2 separate regions of the Pan troglodytes genome follow, and region 1 is linked to region 2. A link is a contact called in public Hi-C data. All regions are on one chromosome and are shown on one strand. Each heading gives the region's core, a stretch centred on a gene start, on an enhancer-like site or on the middle of the called end of the contact. The rest is flanking DNA. Distances are from core to core; before and after follow the strand shown.

Region 1 (3,946 bases), core at 14-2,513, 150 kb after region 2:
TCAGCTTTTTAGCAATAATTGACATCTATCTGATATAAAAATTGATACTTGGCAGAGGAAAAGAAAACCTGTTCTTTTGTGCTTAGGGCAAGTGGATGGTAACTTGCTTAAAACCCGTTTGGGAGTCAAATTGGAATATCTCTCAGCAACATTTCCCCACTTAGGTACAGTAACCGGAAGGTAACATCCAAAAAATGTAAACCATTGTTGGGCTTCTGGATGTCTCTGAGAGAGCCTGTGTTTAGATTAATGGACGGTCGACTGAATAGGGGGTCATGATGGGTGGCCAGACTCTTTGCAACACAGTAGGCCTATTGTACATCTAAGAGCGATTCAATTCAAAGCGATTCATGGCTTGGATGCTTCTGTAAATACACATTAGCCTTTAAGCAAAGCAGGAATTATACCAGCTTTTATTTTTTTCTTTAAGAGAAGAAAATAAGAGAAAAAAGAATGAAACAAACACCAGAGAACTTTTTTTGCAACAATGCCTTCTTTTCCTTTTGACGTTGTTTTTTAAAGTTGCGGCAGTCCTGGGTGAATGAATATGGGTTTTTATCCCTTGAAATAGAGGCCTGCTGTCTAATGCAGGCTTCTTTTTCCTGCTTGATTGGCAGGACTTTCTGTCTCACTCCCATTAGAGAAGAAATACTGTTTAGATTTCGACACAAGATATTGCCAGTGGAATAAATAGTGCCATTTTCATGATAAAGTGGATGTTTAAGAATAAGAGTTTATTTAAGCCCACTGGTGAGCGACATTCCACTTGAATTAGGAGACACTCCTACAGGAAACAAATTTTATCAACCTAATTTTGTATTTTCCAAGCTTTTCCTGAGCAGCAGACAGAAGCAAAGATGTCGCCATAACCTTCTGTAGATGTCGCCATAACCTTCTGTTGATAGCGGAAAGCAACACCCAGGAGTAAGCGCTTGCAAGGTTAAGACAAAGAGCTCCCATGTACACGGCAGAGGGCGCTCCAGGACTGGCTGCGAGGAGTAGTTGGAACCGACTTCCCCGCTTCTTTCCTTCTCTTTTTTAAATGTAGGACAGGAAAAATAAAAGGATCATCAGCCAGAAAACAAAGGGCGCCAGAGAGCCAAATGTATGCAGCTGAAGAACTTGAAAAAAATTCTGGGGACTCAAGAGAGGAACCCATATTCTCATTCTCGTTGTCAGTCATTTTGCAGCTGTCCTGGCCTAGTATCACCTTCTCTTCTCCAGCCACATCCCCCACTTCACACTCCCTCAATTTGGCCCTCCGAGATTTGGTCCCGTTGGCCAGCGCCATAGGCTGCCTTTAGGAAAACCCCTGGCTCGCATGACGTCACCACGCTCAGAGGGAGTGAAACTTCCCAAGCACCCCCACGGATGGTGCTAACAAAAGTTAAGCAGCGCCCCACCTCCTGTGTGCAACAGGGGTATCCTCCTCACCCCCTTTTTTTGTAAGGGAGGTGAGGTGGGAGGAACTGACGTCGGGACACCTGGTTCTCAGCCCAGCGCTGCCCCCAGGGGCCTCCCTTAGTCTTTGTATTCCTGTTCTTCATTTTTGAAATGAGGGAATTGGGCTAAATGGTCTCTAAGCGCTCAGGTTATGTCGTTTGTAAAATTATAAGTGAGAGGTTAAGTCACCCCAAAGCAAGATTTTTAGTGCAAAATTTTGAGGGAATTGAGGCAAAGTGTTTTTTTCCTCTCTTCTTCCTGGAGTGTGAATTACCTGATTAAAAGTCTTGACTATTTCACTTCTATCTCTGTGGTGTATCGATCAAAAAGTTCATTGAACTTTTACCCTATGATCAAAATGGAGACGAGCAGATTAGATTATACCTTAATTAGCAGTTTTCTTTTTGCTAATGGTTTATTTATGAGTTCACAGCAATTTCTTAATATTAAGTTAAAAATATTGCCTGATAAACTGACAGATTACACTTGCATTTTCTCTTTTGTTCTCAGAATAAACGTTAAATATTCTTTTTTGGGGGGGATGTTCTAATTTAATTGGCCCTAATGAGAGCCAGATTGCTCATTAGAATAAAAAGGAAAATGACAATCTGTGTCACGTTTATCATCCTCAGCAATGGGCAAGGTTGTACTAAGGTTTGGAATAAGTAGACAGATGTAGAGACTAAGGGGGGCTCTGATAAACAGAGATATTGAATGTAGATAATAAGCCAATCTTAAAATTAAGCATGTGTTTACATTGTGTTCAAAGACTATGACGCCATTGGGAGACAGAATGTGGGGAGAGTTTAGCAACAGCCCTCTCAGCTGGTGACTTCAGGACAGAAACTTCTCAGTTCTCAGTAGGGGCTCCCTAAACAGCAGGCATAAGTGGATAAGTCAGTTTTGTCAAATATAGGAAAGTATATCATGTTTCAGAAGAAGACCAAAACATTATTTCAATATGAGTAAGAGTTTTCTCTTTTACCTAATAAGTGAAATGCTCACCAGTTTTATTCTGGAATGTCAGTGTGGCCCATTTTCCCTTAAATATTTGTGCCAGCAATTTCATAGTTTCCTTGGGGGCATATTTTAAAATCTATTTATCTCCACAGTGCCTACTTTGCATGGGGCTTTTGCAATAAGAGGTGCTCAAAGGCAGTTGTTGAACTGAATGTTCATATTAATTTTTTCCTCTTTAATGCAGCAGAACAGCTATAGAAACAAACAAACCAAAAAAAAAAAAAAAAAAGAAAAGAAAAGAAAAAAGAAATAGCCCTGCATGAAGTCACAATTTGGCTCATGCTAGGTGCTGAGTCCATTTCCAGCTCTAATGACTGGATGCTCACCACCAGCTTTACCTAGGCTGCTGGGAATGAGCTGCACCAGTTGGGAGACACACTACTTATTGTTCAGATCGTTAAGCATGAATGTGCTAAGCATCAAAACTCAGATTTAGTGCAAGCTTAAAGTGGCCATTTCTTAGATCCAGCATTCTGAGTTTCAAAAAAAGAATGTTTTTGTATGTTAATACTAATGCCACTTTCTATTTGAGTCACTTCTGAAAAACATGTGCTAGGGCAGTGCAATATATAGTTCTGTGACATTACTCAGTGAGAACCAGCAGCAGTGTGGCAAAGTGCTTAGTTGAATCAGAGCCATACAGAATCATATTTATGCTTACATAGGCATTGTTGCATTTGGGAGAACGTGTTCACGGGAAAGGGTGGTGATGATGGTGGTGGTGGAATAGTATGTGATGTGGTTAGAAGCCCTGTTTTTCCATTCATTGTTTAATCTTTGATTCTTCATCTATAAAATGAGACCTCTTGCCATTGAGTTGTTTGAAGGCTGAGAAAAATGTATGTAGAGTCCGTAAACATATTCAAAAGTAGGCATTCAAAAATAAGCTATTTTTGTTATTTAAGTTCTAAAAAGCTCTTTTCTTCCCAACTATATTTCCAAAGAGCTGTCAAATAATGTACTTAGTATTTGATTAAGACTGATGCTTTCCAGAATTACTGGGACAGAAACACTAACTACTCATTAAAATAATCCTTTGTGCCTTCAAGAGTTCAGTTCTTTTCTTCTCTCTCTATTTTCATTCTACTTCTCTCCTCAGAACAGTTTCTAAATTCTGCTTCCATCACATCTATTTGCTAATAATCTAATATGCTACTCTTCCTGAGAATATTTCATTATTAGTAGGGAACAAATCTATCCACTAAGAAATAAAGTATGGAATGGGAATTTTAAGCGTTGGTGAACACATTGGAACATGTTTTTTTAGAGTACTGGGAACTTTTCAGTGTTTTTGAAATTAAACTCATTGGTGGTAACTATGGCATGAAACAGATCATCTATTAAATCATCAGAAATTAAGGATTAAATAATTTATCTCACCAGTTACTTATCTAGAAAGGCAATGAGGAAAAAACATTTACATTCACTCATTTATTTAAATTTTTTTTTTGAAATGGAGTCTTGCTCTGTCACTCAGGCTGGA
Region 2 (4,331 bases), core at 1,168-3,667:
AGGGTTGGCCAGAGAGAGAACTGCAATGACTCCAGTTAAGTAAGGAGCTGTTTGCTGTTCACCAATCTCCCGTATCTCACTTCCTTGTTTCCATCACCAAAGAATCCAGTCCTGAGCACAGAGGTGGTGCGGTAATGAAAGAGTGTCATCCTTCACTCTCCAAGTCCCTCAAGACATAGGTCTGATTTGCAATGAGGGAGAGGAAAGGTTTTGAATCAAATATGAGTCCAGGGTTATTAACAGGATGGAACTGAATTTTAATAACTGAAAAGTTATGGCACTTGTTCGAGGTGTTAAAGGATTTACTATTGAGCGGGGAAGGAAGATTTGACAGAGTGTGAATGAAAACAGCAATTAAAAATTTTTGTTTGTTTCCCACTGATATGAAATTCCAATTCCTCAATGCAATGGTTACAAAATAAATGCAAAACAGAGGGACTGGGCTATAATGGTGGCAAGTACTTTTTCTTTCTTGCACAACGTTTTGTTTTTTTCTAGACTTCATAAACTTGTCTTAATTATCGGTTTGCTTCAGTTTCTATTTACATATTACCAATTCGACCTCAACCATTTTTATCAATTGTCAAAATCTTCTTTCAGTCTGTTGGAGTACCTAATGTGTTCTATTACATGTACTTTGCTGAAGAAGTCTCATTTAGATCTCTTTCGACCTGTTTCAGTTTGAACTGATTGCTCTCTGTGTCTGCTTCAGAGCTATCAGCTTGTGGTCTCCCAAGAATATTTTTCTGGGAATTTCCTTTTTTTTTTAAATTTCACAATGATATACCTTATTTTGTGTCTCTTTCCATCTTCCTCTATTGTGCTGGGTGAGCACTTGATGAAAATGTATACTTTCCATCAGAAATTTGTGCCTTCTAGTTTGGGACTTATTTTTTCTCTTTTGGTGAATTATTTAGCTGATGATTCAACTCATCTGTTTTCTGTGTTCTCTCTGAATTTATCTATGGATACTAAACTCCTTGGGTTGTACCTTAGATTTTGTTATGTGTTTTTTCCCCTTTCCATTGCTTTGAATTTTTGCTCTATTTTCTGGAAGATGATCATTAAGGTTTAAAACATTGAGGTGTTAAAATCAATTAATTAGGCTAACAATCTATTTTGGCAAGCATCCCCAAATTCCCTACACTTTGGAAGAGAAGGCTATCTGAAGAAGCCATTTAAGTTATCTCCTTGTTCCAACCACATCTGTGTCCAAACAAATGGAAATAGCTTGAAATATTCTCTCTTTCTTTGACAGCCTCCAAAGGGAAGCATCATAGAAACTTTGGCTTATAAACATTTAGGGTTGAATGGAAAATTAGAGATTTATTGTGATATTCTTTTAGCAGTTGAGGGGACTGAGATCCAGAATAGTAAAATGCCTCTCACAAGGTCACATGGCTGGTTTGTGGCAGAGCAGGAACTAAAATCCAGTGTTCTATATTTTAAGTTCAGTTTTCTTTGCAACATACCACATTATCACTCACAGTCCCTGTGGAAATTTCTTCCTTGCATCTAACTGAAATTCTTCACTGTGTGTTTGAATCCCAGTTTCCTACTGTCTTTACCAAGAGTGATGAGTGTTGGCCATTGTTCCTGGCAATAGAAAGTCTTTGTCTCTGTTAGCTGTATGTTATGTTTTCCTCTGCTGGGATGGGGCGATGTCCATTTCACATTTCCACTCCTCTGAAGTTAACAAGAAAGCTGAATAATAAAAGACAAAACTGGTAGTTACTGCTGTTTGCAGTCATTTCTCAAATACTTGCATTGAAACCAAGGTTAAGATCTGGTTCCCACATGCCTGTAGGTTTCATGCAGATGTCTCCTCTCAGGGAACAGACTTTTGCTTATTTCATAACTGGCTGAAGGCATTGTTTCCACCCTGCAAAACTCTCGCCAGGTGGACAATTCAACTGGGGTCCAGAACTTAAAATGGTAGCTTTGTCTAAGGCAATCCTTTCCCTACCACTCTGTGCCTTAGTTTTTACATTTATTGACATTCTACTAATTTTGAGTTGGGCTTTCTAAACCTGCATGCACTACCTCTGTGTATAAAAATAGAATTTCATATACTCATGCCTCCTCCTCTTACTTCCTCCTACCTCCATTTGGACCTTTTGCTGTTTAAAATATGCATGATCATTTAAAACCATGAGTGTATTCTTTGATAAATATTTTTAAAAGATTCTTGGCTCAAGAGTTGTTTTGTGTTGTTTTGGAACTGGGAAGGGATCAGGCTGCAATCCAGCACTCATTATTAGATGTTTTCTCTCTGATGTATGAAGACAGCTCAGGTGGCTGTAGCTCTGCATAACCACAAGAGGGCAAGAGAGTCTAAAGAATGAGAAGAGGACCCGCCACGGAAACAAACTCCTCTTTGTTCACCTAGAGGCCAAATCATCAGATGATCTGCAAAACCTGGCAACTCTCAAGAACAATAGAGGGGCATGTATTAAGTGACCAGCTTGCTAGCCAGACCATCCAGAGGAGAGCAGCAGACTGCTGGGTCCAAGATTTATAAGCTGCAATCTTTGGCTAGTCGGCTGACCTCTCTGAATCTTTTTCTCCTCTGTAGAAATGGGTATTGCCCATCAAGCACCTGCCTGTCTTCCTTCCAACTTTTCCCAGGGGTTGGTTCCAACGCCTAATGCCACGCTTTCTTCAATGCCAAATGTCACTCCGCTGAGAAACCTTCCAGATCCCCTCATCCTTGCTCTCATACTACTCTGCACTGACCTGATAGTCTTTCTCTGGTTGTGTTCTTATTATTTGTTTCCAAGTCTGCTTCCCTCATTTGACTAGAGCTCTTGCAGGGCAGCTACTGTGTATCTTTATACCTGGCATTGAAGGAACTGTGGAATTCTAAGCATTTCTCTCCCTTCTTTTTTGCTCCCTCCCTTCCTTTATTCGTTTATACAGGTTTTTGTTCCAAGAATCAGGATAGGCATTAGGGAGGATATGGTCCCTGCTCTCAGGATTACAGGTTAAATAATATTTTGGCTAAAACTACCAGTATGAAAGAGTAAGCATAACAGCCACATGATTAGTCATTGCACTTACTGAAATAAGCAAATGTTAGCATGATGTACAAAGGGAAGAGAAGACATACCTCATTTGGCACATACTGGGGCTCAGACCACTCTTGGCTGTAAATGTAAAAAAGATGTTTCCAAAGAAATATAAAAATATATATACAAGGAGGCTTGTTTTTCATTTAATTAGAAATGAGCAGGTGAAAGGGATTTAAAGTTCTCATAGGATTCAAAAATGCCAGAGAAGCGTGGAACTGTGCAAACCCACTGTGCTCAGTGAAGAATGGTGCAGTTAGTGGTCAAGAGTGGGGCTTTGGGGTTAGAGTGAGCCAGCTTCCTCACTTACCTACCTAGGAGGGCAGGCAAGGTGCCTCACCTTCCTAAGCCCCAGCTGTTTATTTGAAAAATGAATACAAAATAGGAGACAGTTGGCTAAAGATCAAGGGTAATGCCTGGCACATGAGGGACGTGTCAGCTGTTATTGACTGTGATCATCCTTCTTTTTTGTAATTGACTTCACCACATTCAATAACTTTCCACAGTGAGGATGAGCCTTACAGGAGGTGCCTGAACATCCCAAGAATGGCAGCAGATTTTTCAGGGAAACAATCATTCTTATTTGGTTTGAGGATCTAACAACGCAGCTTTGGGAGCCCCAGTCCTGTAGTGTTCTCCCTTGGGAGTGAGAATAGAACCAACCAGGGTGGCTTGGTGTGTCACCAAGGTCTGATGCTGCCCTTCCCACATTTTAACTCATTATGAGTCAATCATCCATTAATGCATCTGAACAAATTAGCTCTGATTTATAATTTTATCTTGGGAGGTGGCGGAGTCCCATAAACTGCTTTACTGCTTCACTGATGATCATTTGAGCCAAGGGAAACAAAGGAAGAAAAGAATCAGATTTAAGCACAAGTTTTAATCACACTCCACATATAGAAATGCAACAAGTAAGCCAGCCTTTGGAAATGGCCATTATCACAAATGTATTGTGTGTCTGAGGCTTTGCAAGTGTCTCTGCTAGGACAGTATGATTGCAGAGGTGCATGGAGGTTAAATACAACTTCAGAGCAGCCTCACAGTGCCTTGTATGGCTGACATGCCTTTAGATGCCCTGTGGCTTTCCAGGCAGGAAAGGGGACCCAGTAGATGTGCTGAGGTTTTCACACCTATCACAGGCTTCTTAGTGTGAATGTGGAGCTTACCAGGGCTAGCTGTTCCAGGCTGCAATTTCCAGATAATTGGAAGTTACACAGTGATGGTGGCCATTGGTTATTCTGATTATTAGAAAGAATCAGG

Evidence for each region. A called contact is a pair of places that touch in the nucleus more often than the background predicts.
Region 1: a contact with region 2 is called in a Hi-C map of stem cell-derived neural progenitor cells, with 3 times the contacts expected there. The contact joins two enhancer-like sites. A contact is called at or near these places in 3 of 7 Hi-C or Micro-C datasets (induced pluripotent stem cells and stem cell-derived neural progenitor cells) and 1 of 1 other capture datasets (stem cell-derived neural stem cells).

Annotation. Positions count from the first base shown.
Region 1 is chr1:29,457,143-29,461,088 of NHGRI_mPanTro3-v2.0_pri, forward strand. No RefSeq gene overlaps it. Among named protein-coding and RNA genes, the nearest start is that of SLC30A10, 280 kb to the left of the region's middle. Within about 2 kb of position 1,264, at least 8 of the 24 cell types and tissues checked have an H3K27ac peak or open chromatin away from gene starts, as enhancers often do. A contact at or near this core is called in stem cell-derived neural progenitor cells, where this site is marked.
Region 2 is chr1:29,304,599-29,308,929 of NHGRI_mPanTro3-v2.0_pri, forward strand. No RefSeq gene overlaps it. Among named protein-coding and RNA genes, the nearest start is that of SLC30A10, 130 kb to the left of the region's middle. Within about 2 kb of position 2,418, at least 2 of the 24 cell types and tissues checked have an H3K27ac peak or open chromatin away from gene starts, as enhancers often do. A contact at or near this core is called in stem cell-derived neural progenitor cells, where this site is marked.